Regions from separate parts of the Sus scrofa genome. Here regions 1, 3 and 4 are each linked to region 2. A link is a contact called in public HiChIP or PLAC-seq data. All regions are on one chromosome and are shown on one strand. The core of a region is the stretch at or near the end of the contact, and the rest is flanking DNA. Distances in the headings are between cores, read along the strand shown.

Region 1 (2,700 bases), core at 12-2,511, 150 kb after region 2:
CACCACATTAACATGACATCTATTGACCACACAGGAAAAAACATTGTAACTGAGAAAGATCAAGCCCATCTTAATCAGAAGCTATTGCCTTGCACAACTGGAGCATGGTGACCTGAAAACTGCTTGTACCCATAACATCGGAGATGAGTTGTTTTTCTAGCTGCCTAGGGGCTGTATTATTGGTATTATTATTTTGGGGATAACTAGAAGATGTAGGAGTGTGTATTGTCGTCGGGCTGGTCATCAAGGCTGATGTGGGAGTATCAGTGGGGGAAATATCAGGACCCATCTGCAAATGTCATTGCTGACATCCTGCAAACCACCCAGAACTCTTGGGCTCTGCTTTGCAAGCAGATGTGCATATCGGCCTTCAGACTATGACTCAGGTCCCTGACCTACTTTTCTGGTTACTTGTGCCGAAATGAACCCGTTAGGATTGCTCTTCCACGTTGGCGTCATGTTGCTCACAACTGGACCCTTTCAAAGTACTGGCCTGTGGTGGCGCCCTCTACACTGGGTATGTTGAGGCTCTAGTGCACTGAGGATTTTTTTTTTACTGTGAGACCTAGTTATTCATACATTATTAGGTGAAAGGAAAGAGGATGTGGGCTGTGTTTGGGGCAGTGCCTTTTGACATGAGCTGTTTTTTTTTTTTTTTTTTTTCCTCTTTATTGTCTTTTTGCCTTTTCTAGGGCCGCTTCCCATGGCATATGGAGGTTCCCAGGCTAGGGGTCTAATTGGAGCTGCAGCCTCTGGCCTACGCCACAGGCATAGCAACGTGGGATCCGAGCCACGTCTGCTACCTACAGCACAGCTCACTGCAATGCCAGATCCTTAACCCACTGAGCAAGGCCAGGGATCAAACCCGAAACCTCATGGTTCCTAGTCAGATTCGTTAACCACTGCACCACGACGGGAACTCTATGCCATGAGCTGGTCTTTAGCATCCATTCTGTTAGAACACAGTGGAGCTGGAGAGCCAAGAGGAAGCCAGCAGCTGCTGGAAACAGCTAGGCTCCCGGGCCCAGGCAAGGGCAGGGAGAGAATAGGAACTCTCAGAGCATATGTCTAGGGGATTATGGGGGAGCCTGGCCTGAAAGTGATGGCAGGGAGGAAGCTTAAATGGAACCAGCTGTCTTTTTAAACTGTAAGACTCTTTCAAATCTAGGCAGTCTGGGTTTCCTTGTCACCAGCCTGGCTTGTCAACTGCGCTGGGGTGATGTCATTTTGCCAGAGATTGCAGAGATCTGAGTGGGCAGGAGGGAATTTTATGGGCTGTTCCTCTGCGATTATGCAGTAGAGGGAGGCAGGGGGCATGGAGGCTACAGGAAGGATAGCCTGAGTTCCCTAGGAAATCCCTTCAAATTGTGTTCTGAACAGTGGCCAGATCCTGCTGCTCTCACATGCCAGAGGGCGGAGTGGAGAGCGTGCATCTTCCTGCAGCCTTTGTCTTCAAACCATTGATCCTGATGATTTTTGAGCATTTGGGGGGCTAGTACTTCAGAGTACATGTGAGAAATTGACACAGCATTGTAAATCAACTAATTTTTTTAAAAATTAAAAAAAAGTACATGTGAGGCATTGGCAGATATAAATACATGTAAGACATTTGAACCAGGAGTTGGTCATGCATTTGAAGCTTTCAAAATTATTGATGTTCAATTGTCCAGAGCAACAGTTCTATCTAGTATCTGCTGGAATTGTGTTCTGTGGCTTAAGAAAATATTTTATACACAATTATTTTTGTGGATTTTCATACTTGGAACAAACAACGTTTTAAAAATTAGTTGTTGATTATTTCACTTTGGAGTAACTACGTCAATAACTTACTGACATCAGCTGAAATGGGTCTCTTGCCCCAGAAAGTGTGCAGTCCAAGGCCCAAGCCAAAGTGCTATTGACTGGAGTGTGGAAAATAAACATACTCACTACTGCCTTTTATTATTTTGTCGCCGAATTTCACATCCTGAGTCCCTTGAGATTACCGAACTCAAGCCTCTAAGACTGAAGTTAGCCGTCTCCCTCCTGCCGGCAAGCCAGCAGGAAGGATGTCCACCCAGACAGGTGGCAGTGACTGCTGGCAGGCTGCTCCAAGATCACCTGGTCCTCATCACTTATTCTCAGGAAAGTGAGACTCAGATGAGAAATGTCATGTCCAAGGGCACACAGCTTTTAGAGGCCCAGGAAGTTACAAATGAGAGCTTTTATCTGGATCAAATCTCTGTGGCCACCGGTGTGAAATTGACATATAGATATAACTAAAGATATCATGAATTGTGTTTGGTGCTGAATGGTGGTCTTAGAGGGGACCAAAGCTTGAGTGTGTGATGAGTTTTAGAACAAGGACAGATACCAGTGTTTTTCCTCCTGGCAGGCATTCAGTGATATTAACATAACCATTGTAAATTCTGTCCTACTAAGATAGGATTGTGGTGGGCCTATTATTTTGAGGGTGGAAAGGAAGGACTAAGGAATGTGCTGATGGTAAAAGAAGCAAGGAATGCCTTGCTTTATGCTTGCTTCTGCTAGCCACGCCTTTATTACACATGCCTTTAAAATTTCATTATCACGGAAGGCTAATGCAGTTCTAGTGAGGAGACCATTTTGTTTCTTGGCAAAAGAGAATTCTTAAGGGGATCATCCATCCTCTTGGATGTGTAGGAAGGAAGGTTTGATACTAAGTTTTCTGTATCATTCAGC
Region 2 (2,700 bases), core at 16-2,515:
GTGCATGCTTGTGTACACACACACACACACAAACACACGAAGCTATGCCCATCTCAAGCTCAGCAAAAGGGGAAGAATCCAATGGGATGTTTTACTTTTGAATGTGACAGAGGGTGAGTTTTGTATTTTTTTTCCCCCTTTTTTGGGGCTGAATCTGCAGCAAACAGAAGTTCCGGGGCCTGGGTTTGAACCTATGCCACAGCTGCAACCAGAGCCATAGCAATGATGTTGCCAGACCCTTAACCCACTGAGCCACCAGGGAACTCCTGAGAGTGGGGTTTGTATTTTTTTTTTTTTTGTCTTTTTAGGGCCACACTCGCGGCATATAGAAGTTCCCAGACTAGGGTTTAAATCAGAGTTGTAGCCACCGGCCTACCCCACGGCCACAGCAACACAGGATCCGAGCTGCGTCTGCAACCCATACCACAGCTCATGGCAACGCCAGGTCCTTAACCCCATGAAGGAGGCCAGGGATTGAACCTTCATCCTCATGGATACTAGTCGGGTTCTTTAATTGCTGAGCCATGACGGGAACTCGCCGGGTTTTGTATTTTTAATTTGCATTTTGCTTTGTCTTTTTAAAATGCAGACTTGAGCTAGGAGAAGAGTAGAAAAGACTGAGCAGAGATGAGGGACCACCGTACCTCCTTTATTAGGCAGTTTTTACTGTGTGTCTGTCCTGCCCAGGGCATGGGTGCAGGCTCTCCAATCCTGGCTTAAAGTGTTGTTTGACGTCATGATGTCAATATTTGGCTGTTGTAATTAAAAAAAAAAATGGTAACTTTTGTCGGCTTGTAAGATTGCCCCCAAAAGGCTCTTTTTGTAATGGTATATTGTTGCTCAAATGGTGAGGAAAGGAGCGTATGTTCCTTAGTTTGTCGAGACTGTATTGCCAAGTGTGTGGGAAGGGCTAGAAATGGAGATGTCCCCGTCATGTCTCCATATGCTGTCCACCTTTTTCTCTGGCTGATGGATCTTTTGACCCCTCACTGAATGAGCAGAGTTCTCGCAAGGACGGTGGAGTCATGGTGAGGAACCCCGGCCTCTGTGTCCAGCTGAGTTCCTCCGAGCTCCACATAAGTGTCTGGGCTTCGCTTCTTTCTCAGCTGTTCAGGAAGAATTACTGAGATGGTTCACGGTAACAGAATGTGCCCCAGGAAACAGGCCTGTGAGCTGGAAGAGGAAAGACCAGTGGGTTCTCAGAAACCTAACACCAGCTCTTCCCAGAGTGACGGGCAGCAGCGGAGGTCAGTGTGGCCTCAGCCCAGAACACAGGACTGTCCAAGGGTGTGGACTTGTAAAAAAGATGTATTTATAGACAGTGCTTGGGGGCTAGAGCTGGTCACTGTTCCCTGGCGGGCCCCAACCTCAGATAGGCACTGGGCTGGCTCCAGAGTTTCACTGCCGTGTCTTGAGCTGGGGCTGAGATGACAAGTCCTGGGGGTCCTTGTCACCGACCTGAATCTCTCTGTAAGGTCAGTTGCTTTACTCTGCAACATACATAGAGAAGAATATATGAAACATATGAATAGTTGGAACATCAGGGAAGCCAACAACCAGGCGAGGAAATCAACATTCTGAACATCTTAAATATGTTAGACGCTCCTCCCTGTCACCTCAGAGTTGTGATAAAGTCTTGATTTTTTATTTTAACCAGTCCTTGTTACCTGTGTATGCGTTCCTAAACAATGCAGATGTTTGTTGATGTATTTTTAGTTTTGAAACTTGGGGACCAAGGACAAACACAGCTTCGGGGAAGGTCCATGTGGAAACGGTTTGGCAAAGGATTCCAGGCACAGCCCAGTTGAGAACTCTACAACAGCTGTTAGCATTGCTGGCTGCATAGTCATCAGCCGTAAAAGCTGATTTTCTTGCTGGTCCCTGCCCTCGTGCATCACTCTGTAAATGGGATTTGCTCCTCAACCCTATTTATCTAGGGCTTGTAGAAAGTTCAGAGAGAAAGATGAAAAAGGATTCCTTATATTAATTAAGTTGGATTTTTTTTTTTTTTTTTTTTTTGGTCTTTCTGTCTTTTTAGGGCCGCACCCACAGCATATGGAAGTTCCCAGGCTAGGGGTCCAATTGGAGCTGTGGCCCCTGGCTTAAGCCACAGCCACAGCAACACAAGATCTTGGCTGCGTCTGTGACCTACACCACAGCTCACACCAATGCCAGATCCTTAACCCACTGAGCAAAGCCAGGGATTGAACCTGCGTCTTCATGGATGCTATTTGGGTTCACTAACCACTTAGCCACAATGGGAACGCCAATTAAGCTGGAATTTTTAACCAGAGCTACAGAGACATTTCAGGGTGCTCATGAACCCTTTGAAACTGAATCCATTATGTTCTCCATCTGTATGCAGAGGTCTGTCATATTTCCAGCCAAGTTTATGGACCATCCTGCCCCATAAGGATAGGGAATAATGTGGCCATTGTGGTAGGTCGTATTTTTTTAATTTTTAAAATGAATCCTGAGACTGTTGAAGATGCCTTGAAAAGTGTGTGAGTCTCCTTGTGTGTGAGTCTGGGCTGGATTTTTACCTCTGACTATGCCTAACTTTGGAAAGGGGACCTCATAATAAGTTGTACCCTGGATTGTCTAGGCAGAATCTTTGGCCATTCTGTGGGTTGCCTACCAGGCTTGGCATTTTCTCCAAAATTTGCATCTTGGCCTCTTGACCCAGAGTAACTAAAATGC
Region 3 (2,700 bases), core at 143-2,642, 130 kb before region 2:
TGCTCAACCACAATCACAAAGACCCTGCTGAGGAAATGAAACCCTCTAACCATGGCAGGCAGGACCCTGGGAGCTCCTGCTCTCCCATTTTGGGGGCTTGAGAATAATTTTACTAAGCATTTATTGTGTGAAGGAGCTGTTGTAGAAAGAATTTGCACACATCTCCTTGTTTGTTTCTTTCAAGAGGTACTCTTGGCCCCAATTTACAGATGAGAATACTAAGGCACAGAGCAGTTAAGTAACTCTCCCAAAGTCACTCAGCAGAGCAGGAGTATAGCCCATACCTCCCACTCAGAACCTACCTTCTCACCCTCTGTAAGTCATTGGTTTGAGCTTGGTTATGCAACAGAACCCCCAGAAAGCTGGTTAAAAAATATACAAGCCTGGGTCCTGCCACCCAGAGAGTGTGATTCAGCAGGTGTGGAGAGCAGCCTGGGAGTATGTGTGTTTATCAAACACCCTGGATGATCCTGGAGCATTGCAGAGTTTGAGAAGCACCCCTCTAGGATACACTGTGGTGTTGGAGACTTGAGAACCTTGGTGCAAACTGGACCCAGCTGCAGAGTCTTCAACAGTGATGGGGCTTCAGGAGAATCACAAAACAGACGCTTTGGGAGTTTCCGTTGTAGCTCAGCAGGTTAAGAACCTGGCGTAGTCTCCATGAGGATGCAGGATTGATCCCTGGCCTTGCTCAGTGGGTTAAGGCTCCGGCATTGCCGCAAGCTATGATGTAGGTTGCATACACAGCAGGGCTCACACCGGCCTTGTTGTAGGCTGCAGCTGTGGTTTGACCCTTAGCCAAGGAATTTCCGTATTCCCTGGGGAGCAGCCCTAAAAAGAAAAACAAAACAAAACAAAAATAATGCACGCTTTGTTCTTTACTTTCATTGATAACTGAACTCTGAATACAACTGAGAGTAAAGGCATCTATAACCAAAAGGAAAATTGATCTTAACAGCCTCTTGAGCCAGAAAGGTAAACTGATCTTAATAGCCTCTTGAGCCAGAGGCGGGAGCAAGAAGGTCAACAGCTCAGCCATTTGGGAAGGAAGGCCTGCGCTTCATTCTCAGCTGGGGGTGGCCCAAAGCTCTGAGAGCCTCAAATCTTCTCACCATCAGGGGAGATGTGAGGCAAACCAGGGTGGGAGGGGCCAGGACCACGCACCCAGAGGGCCCTGGGAGGCCCTGCATATCGGCTGTGTCCTGAGCACAGGCTCCTCAGGAGGACCTGATGGGGCTTCTGAGACCAGCTCCCTTGGCTACAGACACGTCCGCTACTGCAGGACTGGAATTGTTTGGATACGGAAGACTTTTAGTTGCAGACCACTGTTCACGGGGTTCCATCTGATTCCTCGCCTTGATTGAGCAGCTAGAGGGAGAGGGAAAAGGAAGAACCAACATCTATTCCTGGGTTTCTATTTTGAGCAACTGGTGGATGATCATGCCATCAACTAACAGGGGATAAAGGAATTGCAGACTCTGTGGAGAAATCTGTTCTGTTTTGTGCTGTTAATGTTTGTAACTGCAGAAAATGACTACTGGCCAATATGTATGAAAGTGTTAACTAAAGAATAGAAGTTAAATCGAGATGATTTATTTATTAAGTTGACAAAGACATGAGATTGAAAATATCCAATATTGGCAGGGACATTGGTCATGAGAGCTCTCATGTGTCATTGATGTAGGTATAATTTGTAGTCATTTTTGTGGGTAATTTGGAAAGATTTATTAAAATGTTTAATGTGCTTTCTGTTTGACTCTGTCAATCCTCTGCAAATAATTTATTTAACAGCTTGCCAAAATAAAAGCTATGCACTGGAGCATTGTATTAGCAAGAACCCCCAGTTGTTCCACTTTCTAACAGTGTGATTTGGGGCAATTAGTCAACCTGCCTATGCATCAGTTTCCTCCCTTATAACATTGATAATAATAGTACCTTCATCACTAGCTTGTTAGGAGGATTTAATGAAATAATCAAAGGCAAGGATTGTAGCTCAGCAGGTTAAGGATCTAACATTTCTGTGAGGATGAGGGTTCTATCCCTGGCCTCACTCAGTGGGTTAAGGATCTGGCACTGCCACAAGGTGCAGCATAGGTCATAGAGGCAGCTCCAATCTGGTGTTGCTGTAGTTGTGGTGTAAGCCTAAGCAGCAACTCTGATTTGACTCCTGGCCCAAGAACTTCCTTATGCCATGTATACAGCCATAAAAAAAAAAAAGAAGAAGAATGTATACATGTATATGTGACTGGGTCACCTTGGTGTACAATAAAAAAAAAAATGGCAGAACACTGTAACCCAGCTATAATGGAAAAAATAAAAACCATTATGAAATAAAAAAATAATAAACAGCTCATCAAAGACCTATTTGTCATAAGCTTTTGAATCTATTGTTGGGACCACATAATAGGACTTTCTTTTTTTTTCTTTTCGCCTTTTCTAGGGCTGCACCCATGGCATATGGAGGTTCCCAGACTAATTGGAGCTGTAGCTGCCGGCCTACGCCAGAGCCACAGCAGTGCAGCATCCAAGCTGCATCTTTGACCTACACCACAGCTCACGGCAACACCAGATCCTTAACCCACTGAGCAAGGCCAGGGATCGAACCTGCAACCTCATGGTTCCTAGTCGGATTCGTTAACCACTGAGCCACAATGGAAACTCCTGTTTTGTTTTTGAAGTTGTGGAAAATCTCTGTATGCA
Region 4 (2,700 bases), core at 126-2,625, 170 kb after region 2:
GTGTGTGCCTGGTGGGCTCTGTATGGCGTCTGAATGGGCAAGGAGAGCCCCAGGGTACCTGAGCACACACGCCCAGGAGACCGAGACAGAGGGCGAGACTCTGGCTCTTGCTTTCAGGGCATCTTTGCATAGATGTGACCCAGTCATGAAGTGGTCTTACTTGTCAGATGAGCTTTCCTGCTTCCTGCCTTACACAGGAGCAGGTCAGGGGTAGAGAGAAGAGGAGGCTCTTTCCAGGGCTTTTATTAGAGAGCAGAATTGTTCACAGGGGAGTGAGATATACACACAGATGAATGATAGCTTTTAGATAGGCCCACACTTTACGCTGACATGCAGTTATGTGATGCATGCTGTTACCAAACAGAGCTGTATTTTGCCTGCTGAGAGAGAAACAGACCTAGAGAAGGAGTCAGGACAGCCATTGTCCTGGGTCCAGTCTTCCGATGGGTGAGAATGGAGTTAGGGGCTGGAGGGGGAGGACAGGAGTGGTGGGTAGCTTTTATTCTCCACTGAGGTGTGGTGGCCTGGTCCTGTTGTCCTGCCAGCTGAACACCATGCCTCTGATGTATAGCAGAGTGTGCAGAGCCAGTGGCACCTCAAGTATGTGGCTCCTGGGCAGGTGGCTTCTTGGCAAGCCCTAAGGCAAGGGCCTATTGTGATGCCGGCTCTGCCGCAGAGTGGGGATTCCCCCCTCCCCCCCACCTTGGGCTCTTGGATAGAGGGAATTTAACTAACATCCAAGAGAAACAGCCTAAGTTCTAGGAGTTTGCTGATCCACGAAAATATTCTCCTTCACAGTTCATCCCAAGATAGTTCTGCCTCTAGAAAAATCATGTTGTATGGTTTGAATAAGGATGAACACAGGAACTGTATAGTGAATAGGGTTACTAGAAGGTGAGCTCTAACTAGGCAGGAATCTTGTCTGACTTTGCTCCCTAATGCCTGTGATAGTATCAAGTATATGATAGATGCCAAAAAAAACAATCAGATGAATTTTGCAGCTCAGGTGGTGGCTGAATATGCTAGATGTCTTCCAATGTTTCTCCAGCCACCATGACTAACAAATGATAACAACAAATCTTGACCCAGCTCTTTTTCTGTGCCTTGGACACATATGAACTTCTTTGGTTCTCTGGCAGTCTTAGAGGTAGATTTTTTTATTGTCCCCTATTGTAGAGGGGAGGAGACTGAGGCAGATGGCACTTAAGTGACCAGCTCAGGGCGGCAGCTGGTCAGGCAGGGGTGGGGTGGGAGCATTTCATGGCCCTTACTTACCAGGGCAGAGAGCCAAGGGGTGGTTGCTCAGCCTGGCCAATGGTGGGTGTTTCTTGTGGAGAGGAGGAGGTATTGGCTGAGTTGGGCTTGTTTGTTCCAGAGAGGACTGGGTGAGCCTGGGCAGCTTGCGCCACTGCCATCACACTGGGCTGTTTTCAGTTCCCTGGGACTGAAAAGTGTTTACTTGAAATGGAGAGAATGTCTGGGTTTCACCACTGGTTCCACAGGCTCATCTTCCACAGTGAAGGGCACAGAGGGTTCTTGCCTTGGTCCAGGCGACCTTCACACATACAATCAGGGCCAGAATGGTCACAGTGAGAAGAGATTATAAAAAGGAAAGTAATGGACGTTTTATGCATTTATACCCTGTCTTTTAGCCAAAAATGAACACAGACTTAAGGTCTAATCAGATAGCATACATCCAAACTAGGGCAGAGGGAGGACCAAGAATAGGATCATAAAATAGAGGAGGATTGGAGAATAACAGCCCTGCAAGAAACGGTACACACGTTCAGCCAAACTGGAAGAGAGGAAGGCTGGTCAGCTCCCCTAGGCACCCAGTCTGGAGGGGAAGGAATTAGCAGGAGGGGTGAGGGCACAGACACGGGGACCTGAGTGGCCAGTTGTAGTCAGGTTCAGTGCTGTGTTGACCTGAGAACATCACAGTGAAGAGGGAATGTCAAGTTCGATCATGACGAGTTGTCAGAATTCCATGATTTTCTTAGTGCTTGAGCAGATCTGCGGTGAGACATCAACACCGCTGTTGATTACATGCCCATCTTTCACCGACATCTCTAGGTTGCTTTGTGCTTTAATCCTACTTTCTTTTTGCTGTAAGTCAGGACCTTGATTCCAACAAATGTCTGTCTGTTCTGCAGACTCTCACTTTTAAGAGCAGTTGTTAGAAACAGCTGTGGCTGTGGGATGATAAAGAATCCGCCACCCACTTTGGTCTCAGACCTCACTGAGGTTTTCCTATGTGGGCAGTCCTTTTGCGTGATAGTAATAGAAGTAACTTGACTTATAATTTTGTCGTTTATAATGCATTTTTATGTACATAATTTGCATTTTTAAAGAGACATTCCCATGCAGGAAATTGTCAGTCTTGCTTTATGCTTCATGTTTGGGAACACTGTGTCATAATAAAACAGAGAGCCAAGAATAAGAAGCCTTGTAGTTTTTGACCACTGTGCAGAGCTCTTTGAGAGTGGCCGATTTGCTTTTTCTTGTCTTTTTGCGTAATGTGTTCCCTTGTAGTGCTATTGTTGCTTTTTGCAGTGGTTGTTTTGAAATAGTAAAAAACTTGAACACGAACTTTATAACGAATCTCTGGCATCCTTTGTTGTGTTGAACGTCTTCCCTCAAGTGAGGGTAGTGGCCTCTCTTTTGAGATGCCCAGAGGAGACAAGGGGAGGAGTTGGCCAA

The links. HiChIP or PLAC-seq counts read pairs in DNA pulled down with a chosen protein or histone mark.
Region 1: an H3K27ac HiChIP or PLAC-seq map of skeletal muscle shows a contact between it and region 2. The contact joins two enhancer-like sites. A contact is called at or near these places in 1 of 47 Hi-C or Micro-C datasets (embryonic fibroblasts) and 1 of 2 datasets of contacts at active chromatin or transcription factors (skeletal muscle).
Region 3: an H3K27ac HiChIP or PLAC-seq map of skeletal muscle shows a contact between it and region 2. The contact joins two enhancer-like sites. A contact is called at or near these places in 1 of 47 Hi-C or Micro-C datasets (embryonic fibroblasts) and 1 of 2 datasets of contacts at active chromatin or transcription factors (skeletal muscle).
Region 4: a contact with region 2 is called in an H3K27ac HiChIP or PLAC-seq map of skeletal muscle. The contact joins two enhancer-like sites. A contact is called at or near these places in 1 of 47 Hi-C or Micro-C datasets (embryonic fibroblasts) and 1 of 2 datasets of contacts at active chromatin or transcription factors (skeletal muscle).

Annotation. Positions count from the first base shown.
Region 1 is chr1:109,441,167-109,443,866 of Sscrofa11.1, reverse strand. The region is part of intron 3 of TLN2 (talin-2); the gene reads left to right. Among named protein-coding and RNA genes, the nearest start is that of MIR190A, 220 kb to the right of the region's middle. Within about 2 kb of position 1,261, at least 11 of the 83 cell types and tissues checked have an H3K27ac peak or open chromatin away from gene starts, as enhancers often do. A contact at or near this core is called in skeletal muscle, where this site is marked.
Region 2 is chr1:109,586,211-109,588,910 of Sscrofa11.1, reverse strand. The region is part of intron 1 of TLN2 (talin-2); the gene reads left to right. Among named protein-coding and RNA genes, the nearest start is that of TLN2, 93 kb to the left of the region's middle. Within about 2 kb of position 1,265, at least 10 of the 83 cell types and tissues checked have an H3K27ac peak or open chromatin away from gene starts, as enhancers often do. A contact at or near this core is called in skeletal muscle, where this site is marked.
Region 3 is chr1:109,716,278-109,718,977 of Sscrofa11.1, reverse strand. No RefSeq gene overlaps it. Among named protein-coding and RNA genes, the nearest start is that of TLN2, 37 kb to the right of the region's middle. Within about 2 kb of position 1,392, at least 1 of the 83 cell types and tissues checked has an H3K27ac peak or open chromatin away from gene starts, as enhancers often do. A contact at or near this core is called in skeletal muscle, where this site is marked.
Region 4 is chr1:109,415,041-109,417,740 of Sscrofa11.1, reverse strand. The region is part of intron 3 of TLN2 (talin-2); the gene reads left to right. Among named protein-coding and RNA genes, the nearest start is that of MIR190A, 190 kb to the right of the region's middle. Within about 2 kb of position 1,375, at least 29 of the 83 cell types and tissues checked have an H3K27ac peak or open chromatin away from gene starts, as enhancers often do. A contact at or near this core is called in skeletal muscle, where this site is marked.